Regions from separate parts of the Gossypium hirsutum genome. Here region 1 is linked to region 2. The links are chromatin contacts, called in public Hi-C maps. All regions are on one chromosome and are shown on one strand. The core of a region is the stretch at or near the end of the contact, and the rest is flanking DNA. Distances in the headings are between cores, read along the strand shown. Region 1 holds the start of LOC107896790 (F-box/kelch-repeat protein At3g06240). Region 2 has its middle 40 kb from the start of LOC107896791.

Region 1 (4,654 bases), core at 1,813-4,312, 100 kb before region 2:
CCGGCATCAGACCTCTATCTTGATCTAATGGGAAGTTGCTATAGAAGTCCTCGTTAGGGTGAGTCACCTTTTTTTTTTCTTTATGGTCGGAAGTCTTTCCACGCTTACCGCACCAAAATTGTTGAGTGCTTTTGTGAGTCTATCTTTCATGGAGGCCAATTTCCTTATTTATTTGACATGGTTCCTAGGTGTGACTACTAAGTATGCCCCCATGCATACCAACACATATCTTATTCGAGGGTCAACATGTGCCCCCTAAGTATGGGTTCGCTTGCATGATGATGCGAACCCACCACGTGCGAACTCATATGGGTGAACTGTGCCACGTGCGAACTCATATAAGCAAACCGTACAAGGTGCAACTACTAAAGTAAATAAGATTGGGTCGGTCCTAGTCGGGTAGCAGGTCGGTAATGGCGAACACCCACAACAGAGGTTATTTATTATAGTTCTTGTTCTTTATTTCTTGATTTCTTTCATTCAAGTTCTCATTATCGTTCCCCAAGATAATATCATCATAACAAATGAGAGAAAATAAGATGCAAATTAGATCAATTAATATATATTTGACATTGAGGTGGGGATGATAGTCACACAGTTTAAACTTGTGTCAAATAGGTATCTAATAAGGACTTTAAAAAATTATTTGAAATTTCAATCTCCTAAAATATATTAATGTTATATATGAAGGTTACGAAATGAAATTATCCTTCAATTTCATTTATTAACATTTGGATAACTTATTTTATTTTAAACTTTTTCAATAAAATTTTAATTGATTATTGAAATATTGCTTTAATTTTTATTCCACTAATCAAAGAGCATTGGTTATAAAAAAAAAGCAAAAGAAAAAAAAAAGGATGGGTTAAAATGATTTCTGCCTTTGTGGTTATAAAAATTTCCCATATCCCATGTTTGAAAATAATTGAATAAATTAAACATGTTATATTAAATTTGAAGTTACAATTTAGTGTATTACAGCATTTCAATGTATTAATTAATAAATAATTTTTATTGGAATTTTGACACTCATATTTTAATTGTGAGATTTTTTTTTTGTTTTCTTCTTTCTCCTTTTTTTTACAATAATTTTTAAAAAGAATTTTACAAATTTTTTGGATAAGATTTTACAATAATTTAGAAAATAAAAATTTTACAATATTTTTAAGTAGTATAAAAAAGACTTTTAAAACATAATAATGAATTACATACTTGAATATACCATTATTAAATAAAAATTAGTAAATACTCTTAGATAGTAGAAGTAAGAGTTGAATACTTAGTCAAAAAATCTAAAATTTAAAATTATAAAATGAAATTTATTTCAAATCAATAACCCAAAAATATTAACAATAGAAATATTAAACATGTACTTTACAATTTTAATTATTTCAAAATAAATTTATAATTGAACACAATAAGTAGAGAAGAAAGTGAGTTATTGAATTGATGGTTAATCTAATTGAGATTGAAGAGAGGGAGTTTAGTTTTGCTATCATTTATGTGGTGTCACTTTAACATAAAAATAGTTTTTTTGGAATGTTCAAGAAATATTCATATTCACATTCATTTTATCCAAGTTATAGTCTGGTGACTCTATCTACTTCCAATGGTTGCTTTCAATAATCAGTTTTGTTAAGAGATTATCATGAGTTGTGGAGTATGGTGATTGGAAGGGATTTTTATGAGATGATGACCTGAGTTTTCATGAATTATGGATTGTTTCATATTGGAGGTTGATATGTTTGTATCAGATTTTTACCTTTTTGTCATGCTTCTATTTTCTGTTTATCAATGCTATCAAGTTTAGTGTTCTTTTTGTATTTTCAACTATTTCTTGACCAATTTTGATTTACTTATTTGCTCTTCAAGGATTACTATGTAATGTATGCTATCCCTATTCTTGATTTTTTTTTTGTTTAGTAAAAAATAAAAGACTGGGGTTATATTCCTAATATCTTAGATATTTTTAATTGGTTAATATATGATGTTAGTCTCTGAATTTTGTCAAATTTTGAGATTTAATCTATGTACTTAAAAAATAAAAAATTAGGTCTTCGTATTTTTTTATTTAAAAAGTCAGAGTCCAATCATTAAAATCTTAAATATTTTCTGTCAAAATTTATCAACTTAGAATTTTGATTAGGTTGTCCTTATATGACATAACATATGATTGATTTTAAATAAACATGTTAAATTAATGAATTTTGACAAAAACTACAATAACGGTAATGATTAAATTAGAATTTTTAAATTAAAAAAATATCAAGATTGAATTTTTAACTTTTAAAGTAGACACGCCAAATCTCAAATTATATATAAGTACAGGACTAACAAAATACTTTAACCTTTTCAATTTACGGATATGGCCATTATTGTGCTAATCCTACCCAGGACAAGCTCTTGGGTTTTGAGAATTACCAGAGGGCTCGGCCAGGCCCATCATTGTAGTCCAACAACATTGACCGTAGTTCAACTTTAAGTTAAATTTAGTTATTAGTCGCTGTACTTTATAAAAGTTATGGATTTAGTCTATATACTTTAATTTAGTTATTTTTAACCCTTTTACTTTTTAAATTTCAAACCTCATCAAATGATAATTGTTAAATTCATTAAGTTATGCTATTTTCAAAATATGATGCGACAAACATATTATCATATGTTTAATGTCATATCAGCTAATTATTTTCGCATATTATTCATTAAAAATATAATTAATGGATTAAAAATTGTATTTTGCATAAAGATTGAAATTTCAAAATTCAAAAAGTATAAGGACTTAGAATGATTAAATTTGAGAATATGAACTAAATTTACAACTCTAAATGAGTAGTAATTGAATTTAACCAAGTAAATTTAATTGCTACTTTTTGAAAAGGAGTAGATTTGATCAATTTAAAACTACAAAAATTAAAATTGATCAAATTAAATTTTAATGACTGAATCCATAACTTTCATAAATTACAGGGACTGTAATAGCATAATTTAACCTTCACTTTCTTTCACATCTTCAACATTGTTTTGTAATTGTTATATACCAAATAAGAAAACGTGTAATGTTACTTGTTATAGTTTTGCCTTCTTTTTTCTATCTTAGTTCACATTGTTTTCCCCCAAAAGAAATCATTCATCAAAAGACAGAGGAAATAGATAAGACAGAGAGGGAAGATGCCCGAAACAAGAGTTGAGGTACCAGAAATGGTGATGTTGGAGATTCTGTCAAAGCTTCCAGTTAAATCCTTGACACGTTTCAGGTGCGTTTGTAAGCCTTGGTGTTCATCTTTTCAAACCCCTCACTTCATTACCAAACATCAGCAAAACAACCTCCACAACAACAACCTTAATCTCCTCCTCAAACGTTGTCAGGGTAACACCCATGATGACATCTACTATTTATCTCAACTTTCAACTGAGAAAAGCCAAAACTTTTCGGTACAACACAACATTCACTTACCCTTTTTCGAGGATTGTTGGTATGCCCCAGTGGTTTCAGGTCCTTGTAATGGATTATTGTGTTTACATGATGCTGATAAGGTTGCCCTTTGGAACCCATCAACTAGAGAGTTTAAAACTCTCCCTCAATCCACAGTCCAACGCCCTCCTTTAGTAGATTCCACTAGTTTTGGTTGCGTTGGTATTGGGTTTGATTCTCAAAGTGGTGACTACAAAGTGGTAAGATTTGTTACTAATTATTTTGAAGAGAATGAAGATGAAGGGTTAATGGGTGATTGGAACCACCAAGTTGAGTTATATTCACTTAAAAGCGATTCATGGAAGGAGATTTCAGTTCCCGGGGTTCAACCTTATGGATCTCCTTTGTTTAATAATTACGTAAATGGGTTTTATTATTGGCAGGCAATTGGGGACTCTGATTACCTTATTCTCTCATTTGATATGGTCAATGAAAAGTTTTCTACTTTACCATTGCCTGAATTTGGTGGGTCTTTAGCTAAATACTATTTGGAACTTTTGGACTTCAATGGACTGCTTGGTGCTATTGTTTACCCAAGGGAAGGGACTGACAAATCTTTTGATTTGTGGGTTATGAATGGATCATGGACTAAACAATTCAGAATTGACTCTCTTCCTGGAGTTGAGAGGCCTTTGGGGTTTTGGAAAAATGGTGAATTGTTTCTCGAGAGCTCGGATCATGAACTCGTGTTGTTTGACCCCTCCACGCGAGAGCTTAAAAGTCTTGATATCCATGCTTATCAGGAAACGATGCAGATTATTGCTTATGTTGAGAGCTTGGTTCCAATCAATGGAAGATCAGAGCGCGAGGAACTTATAATACGTCGGCCGGCTGGAGACGCATCGAATTGATATTGAATATGAAAATGGATGGGGACTACAACAAAAGAGGTAAGATTTCATGGGATTTGCTCTCTTGATATGCAGTTTATGTCGACTATATTGTCTTTCTCCAAAACTGCTGTTATTGTTCGTTCTATACGTAAGCCAAAGATGTTAGCCTCTGCCTTGTCTGTATTTTTTTTGGTTGGTTCAGTGAATTTGCTAGATTTCTGCCTAGAGAATCAATTAGTTGTTAACTCTTCTCTGCAGATCTAATAACCTGCAGATACGATCTGCAGGTGCATATACATGCTGGATATGGTGTGCTTTTCGTACACGAATTGTTGTTTAGAGAGCTAGA
Region 2 (4,905 bases), core at 1,920-4,419:
GCTTTACCATATTGTACCGACATGGACCGATGGATAGTATGAGTGATATCTGCCAAGCTTCCAATCCAACGAGCTTTCGATTTACTTTAAAATAGGGAAATAAAACTAAGTAAGCATAAAATGCTTAGAAAGTTCGTATAACATGGTACTTAATTTACCATTCCTTCTATTTTGAGGTAACTATGTAAGACATATCCAATCAATTTGACCTCAAGCCCTACACATATCCTCATTGCCCTTGTCAGTCATATATTCCATAATAACATCCAAACATATATGGGCTCAACAACAATCAAGTTTCCATGCACATACGTTTTCCACAACATGTATTCATTTAACATGTATAAATCATCTCTTTATATTACAAGTATAATTTCATAATAGTTCATCTCGAGTTCAGATTATTTCATGTCAAAACTTTACTCATATCATTCGAAACATCACGGTCACACGAGTAGTAGTACACTCAAGGTGTACAAGTCTATAATCAAAGATGAATAAGATGAACGTTCTCATCAGACAATTTCCATGTACAAATATCATCATCTCATATTTTCATATATCACTTATCATGTATCATCATTTTCTTGTATTTCAGACAGATACGTGTAATAACTCATTTTATTATTCGTATCTTCTCATGTCTGGAATTGTCACCCATTGAATTTATTTGAAATATCGATGGATACGTAGGTAGTACACTCAAGGTGTACAAATCAGGATTCGTCAATTCATATTCAATGGTACCCATAAGGTACTATTTCAAAGAGTACACTCTCGAGCCACACATGTATACAACAGGATTACCAATCCAGGCTAAATCCTTTTTATGACATATGCTCTAAGGAGCTTGATTTGGATCACCTATCCGAGCTAAATCCAATCCATAACATATGCTCGAGAGGACTTATATCAGGATTACCCGTCCGGGCTAAATCCTTTCTATAATGAGGTCAAAAGGATTACTCGTCCGAGCTAAATCCCGTCAGCAACAAATGCAGGACCCCATTCATTTCGAAAAATCACATATCCATCGATTTTCCATTTATTCAACCGAGATTTAAACTTTTTCAAGCATTATCGGGCATGTGATTATTTCATACATCCATAACATTCATATAATTCAAATAAACACATTCCACATTCATTTCAAGAATAAAAGTAATATTTTTATCATTTATCATTTTTCAGGCATTATCGTTGATCGGACTTTGTCAGATATATTTTCAATGTCATATATATATATACATGATATTTATACAATTCACAAACACAACATTTAATTCAAGCATATAAATATACACTATTTAGTTACACGAACTTACCTCGACAAATGTTCGTGTACGTAAAATCTACTAATCCGAAATTTTCCTCTTTTCCTCATTCTAGCTCCGAATTTGGTCTGTCCAGATCTATATGAGTAAATTTAACATCAAATTCAAACATCTTATATTCATTTGGAATCAATTTACATCCTCGATAAAATTACTATTTTGCCCCTAACTTTTCCATAAATTCCAGTTGTCCCTAGGCTCGGAAAATGAAATTTGTGCAATTTACTCCCTATTCCAAGCCTAACCGAAATTTCAATGTAGAATTTACAGCACATATTTTCTATAAAATTTAGAATTTTTTCTTTAATTTTCACAACTTTACATTTTAGTACCTAAACCATATTTTCATCAAAAATCACTTTGTAAAAATTATTTATCTATCAACAACCTTTCATTTTCTACCATAAATTTTAAATTTTTAGCATATTCATTCATAACCTGATTTCCATAAAATGTAGAATTTACAGCACATATTTTCTATCAAATTTAGAATTTTTCTTCAATTTTCACAACTTTACATTTTAGTACCTAAATCATGTTTTCATCAAAAATCACTTTGTAAAAGTTGTTTATCTATCAACAACTTTTCGTTTTCTACCATAAATTTTAAATTTTCAGCATATTCATCTATAACCTAATTTCCATACTTTGATAACTTTTCAAATTAATCCCCCAAATAGATAGATTAAGCTATCCCGATTTCAAAAATATCAAAATTACTAAAAACAGGACAAGAAAACTTACCCAATTTGGCCAAGAAAATTTCTTCTCTCTCTCCTAGGGTTTCCATGGAATATTTTGAGGAAGAAGATGATAAAAATGATTTTTATTTCTATTTAATTAATTTATCATCTTTAATAATTTTGATTTCTGATTTAGTCCTTAGCCTTTTTCTAATTTTCCATGGATGAATCATCCAAAAATATCTACTAACTTTTTATTAATGGCCTAATTACCATATAAGGACCTCAAGTTTCAAATTCCATAGCTATTTAATCTTCTAGCCACTAGAATTCAACTTTTGCATTTTATGCGATTTGGTCTTTCCCGTAATTAAGAACATTATCGGTAAAATTTTCTTATCAAAATTTTCACATAACATTTCTAACATAATATGGACCATGTAATAAAATAAAAATAAATTTTATTTTCGACTCGAATTTGTGATTCCGAAAGCATTATTCTGATTTCACTAAAATAGGTTGTTACAAACATCAGGGTCAGCACTATGAAAGGTGGTAACAGACTGAGCCAACCTGCCATAGAGTCACTCAAAGAAAATTTGGAAGAATTTTTAATTTAATATTATTCCCTTTCTCATGAGGGATTTTATTAATTTTCCTAGTGGCCTGAAAACTCCCTTCTTTACCCTCAATTATTTTCCCCGTATTCCAAGTCTTGCTAGCACCAGAATTTTGCAGTGGGGCCTTTTCCAAATTGACACCATCAGGTGATCCTTTTTCTTTAAAAGAAACAACAATATGCTCAGTGGGACTTAAGTCATCAGAATAATTGATAACCTGCACTTCAATCGACTTTGGCACCGAAGAAGCAGGTTTGGGAGTCAAAGCAGAATCCACATTTAAATTCGCCCCCTGGTCAACAAAAATAGGATTAGGACACGAAATATTAATGGGTGTTGAATTAAAATTAGAAGAATGTGTTTTATAAAAAACATTTCCATCCGTAGTCTTAAGAACAGAAACAGATGAGGACTTAGAAGAACTCCCTAGGTCTGTCGAAATATGGCTTGCGTTTGTGCAGATTGGGCCCACTCTATTAATGGCTTGGGACAGATTAATTCTGTTAGGATCGTTTATTTGCTTGCTAAAAGATGGATCTTCAGCTCCAATAACTGAAACCCCCACATCAGAAGACCAGCCCACTGACCCATTAACTCCTTGGTCAGCCAAAGGTAAATTAATAGACTCAACACCCCAAATTATCTCCTCCAAGCCGCATACTATTATTAAAATTAGGGCTACCCCGATATTTATGTCTTTGTTCTTCAACAAAATCTCCAGCCTTCAATCTCCCCTGAAAAGCGGCCAACTCTCCCTCAGCTCCCTTATTATGCTCTTTTTCCAAATCCTCCAAACCTTCCATATTAGCCGAAGCACCAAAATGGGAACCCAATTTGCCTTTTCCCTTAATATCCGCTCTAATTAGAATATCACTCCGAGGGTTTTGCTGATTTTTCCTCTCAACCACCATCCATGGTCTGTAATCCAAGAATTTTCCTCTTTTCCTCGTCTCCGTCGAAGTACCATTCTCCTGCTCCTTCTCTAGGCCAGAATCTGATTGCATCAAAGCACATAATTCCTTGGTATGGCCGTACTTCCCGCAAGAGAAGCAAATGGTCGGCAACGCTTCATATTAGACTCTCTGATTTCTGCCGTTCACGAGGGCTCGAGCAATCAAATGCTTGTCCAAGTTGATGCAGACAGCCATCCTGGCGAACCGGCCTCTAATCCTGCTATCGGTATTGAAATCCAACCGAACTAATTTCCTAATCGTACCTCCAATTTCTTCAATAATTTTCTTCTTGTATAAAAAACCTGGAAGACCTGGTAACCTTATCCATGCCAACACCATGCTCGGGTAAGGTTGTAAGGGGCTGAAATTTTTTGTCTAGGCTTGAACTATCAAATATTGACCATAAATCAGCCAAGGCCCTTGCGATAATACTTTAGTATAATCATCCGTGGATTGAAATTTAGCCAGATAATATCCATTCTAAATGTCTATGAGATGGAATGGCTTGGTAGGATTTCAAAGGCTACTAATTTGATTATTAAGGGCCCCGTACCCTATGTTTCTTCCAAGTAGTTTAATGACTACCGTGAGTTACATTTGTTGGAACAGTATTTTTTGAATCCTTTATGAGAAATCAATGTCAGGAATTCCTTTGACGATAGATCTGTGGATGTCTCATTCTATAAATTCAAGATCATCATCAGCATCGACACTAGGAGAACCCAACTCTTCTTTATCAATCGCTTCAGGATTAATCCCAGAAGTTTATCCTTCCAGGATATCTTTGGACTCGATCCAGATTCAACCATCACGTCAGTATCTTCCTCACCATTTCCTTCTTTAAAACAGCCTTTCTTTGTATTATGGTCCACATCCGCCCGAGACCCATCACCATCATCTATTACCAGACGAGAAGAATTGTTGCCAGAGTTCAGAGAGAATTATTCCATTTTACTCATGTTCTGAGCCCAATGTTTTTTCAATACAATTCCTATTATTTCCAATACCCCATAAATTAAAACAATACCCATCAAATCAGTTCGATCAAAATTTATAACCGTACCATTAAAATCAATTTCAGTTCATGTAAAATAAAATCAGACATTATTCTAAAATTCTACTGTAAACAAGCTTAAGAAACAATAAATAAATAAATAATACTTAATGAACCAAAAAAAATATTACCGAAAAGAAAATTAGAATTGCAAATCGCAATCTATTTCTGAATCCAAAACCAAATAAAAAAAATAGCAGCTCAAGCCACTAAATCTAAATAATCATAGAAGATAATTATAAATCAAATCAAATTTTTTAA

The links. Hi-C and Micro-C count contacts between places; a contact is called where the count stands out from the background.
Region 1: a Hi-C map of leaf shows a contact between it and region 2, with 3 times the contacts expected there. The contact joins the promoter of LOC107896790 here to the enhancer-like site in region 2. A contact is called at or near these places in 14 of 34 Hi-C or Micro-C datasets (callus, cotyledon, fibers and 3 more).

The regions. Positions count from the first base shown.
Region 1 is chrA10:81,551,130-81,555,783 of Gossypium_hirsutum_v2.1, reverse strand. It overlaps LOC107896790 (F-box/kelch-repeat protein At3g06240), which reads left to right and starts at 3,062. Exons shown (of 2, transcript XM_041078879.1): 1 at 3,062-4,362. The coding sequence starts at 3,169. The coding sequence ends at 4,323.
Region 2 is chrA10:81,446,870-81,451,774 of Gossypium_hirsutum_v2.1, reverse strand. No RefSeq gene overlaps it. Among protein-coding and RNA genes, the nearest start is that of LOC107896791, 40 kb to the right of the region's middle. Within about 2 kb of position 3,169, at least 9 of the 9 cell types and tissues checked have an H3K27ac peak or open chromatin away from gene starts, as enhancers often do. A contact at or near this core is called in cotyledon, fibers, hypocotyl and 1 more, where this site is marked.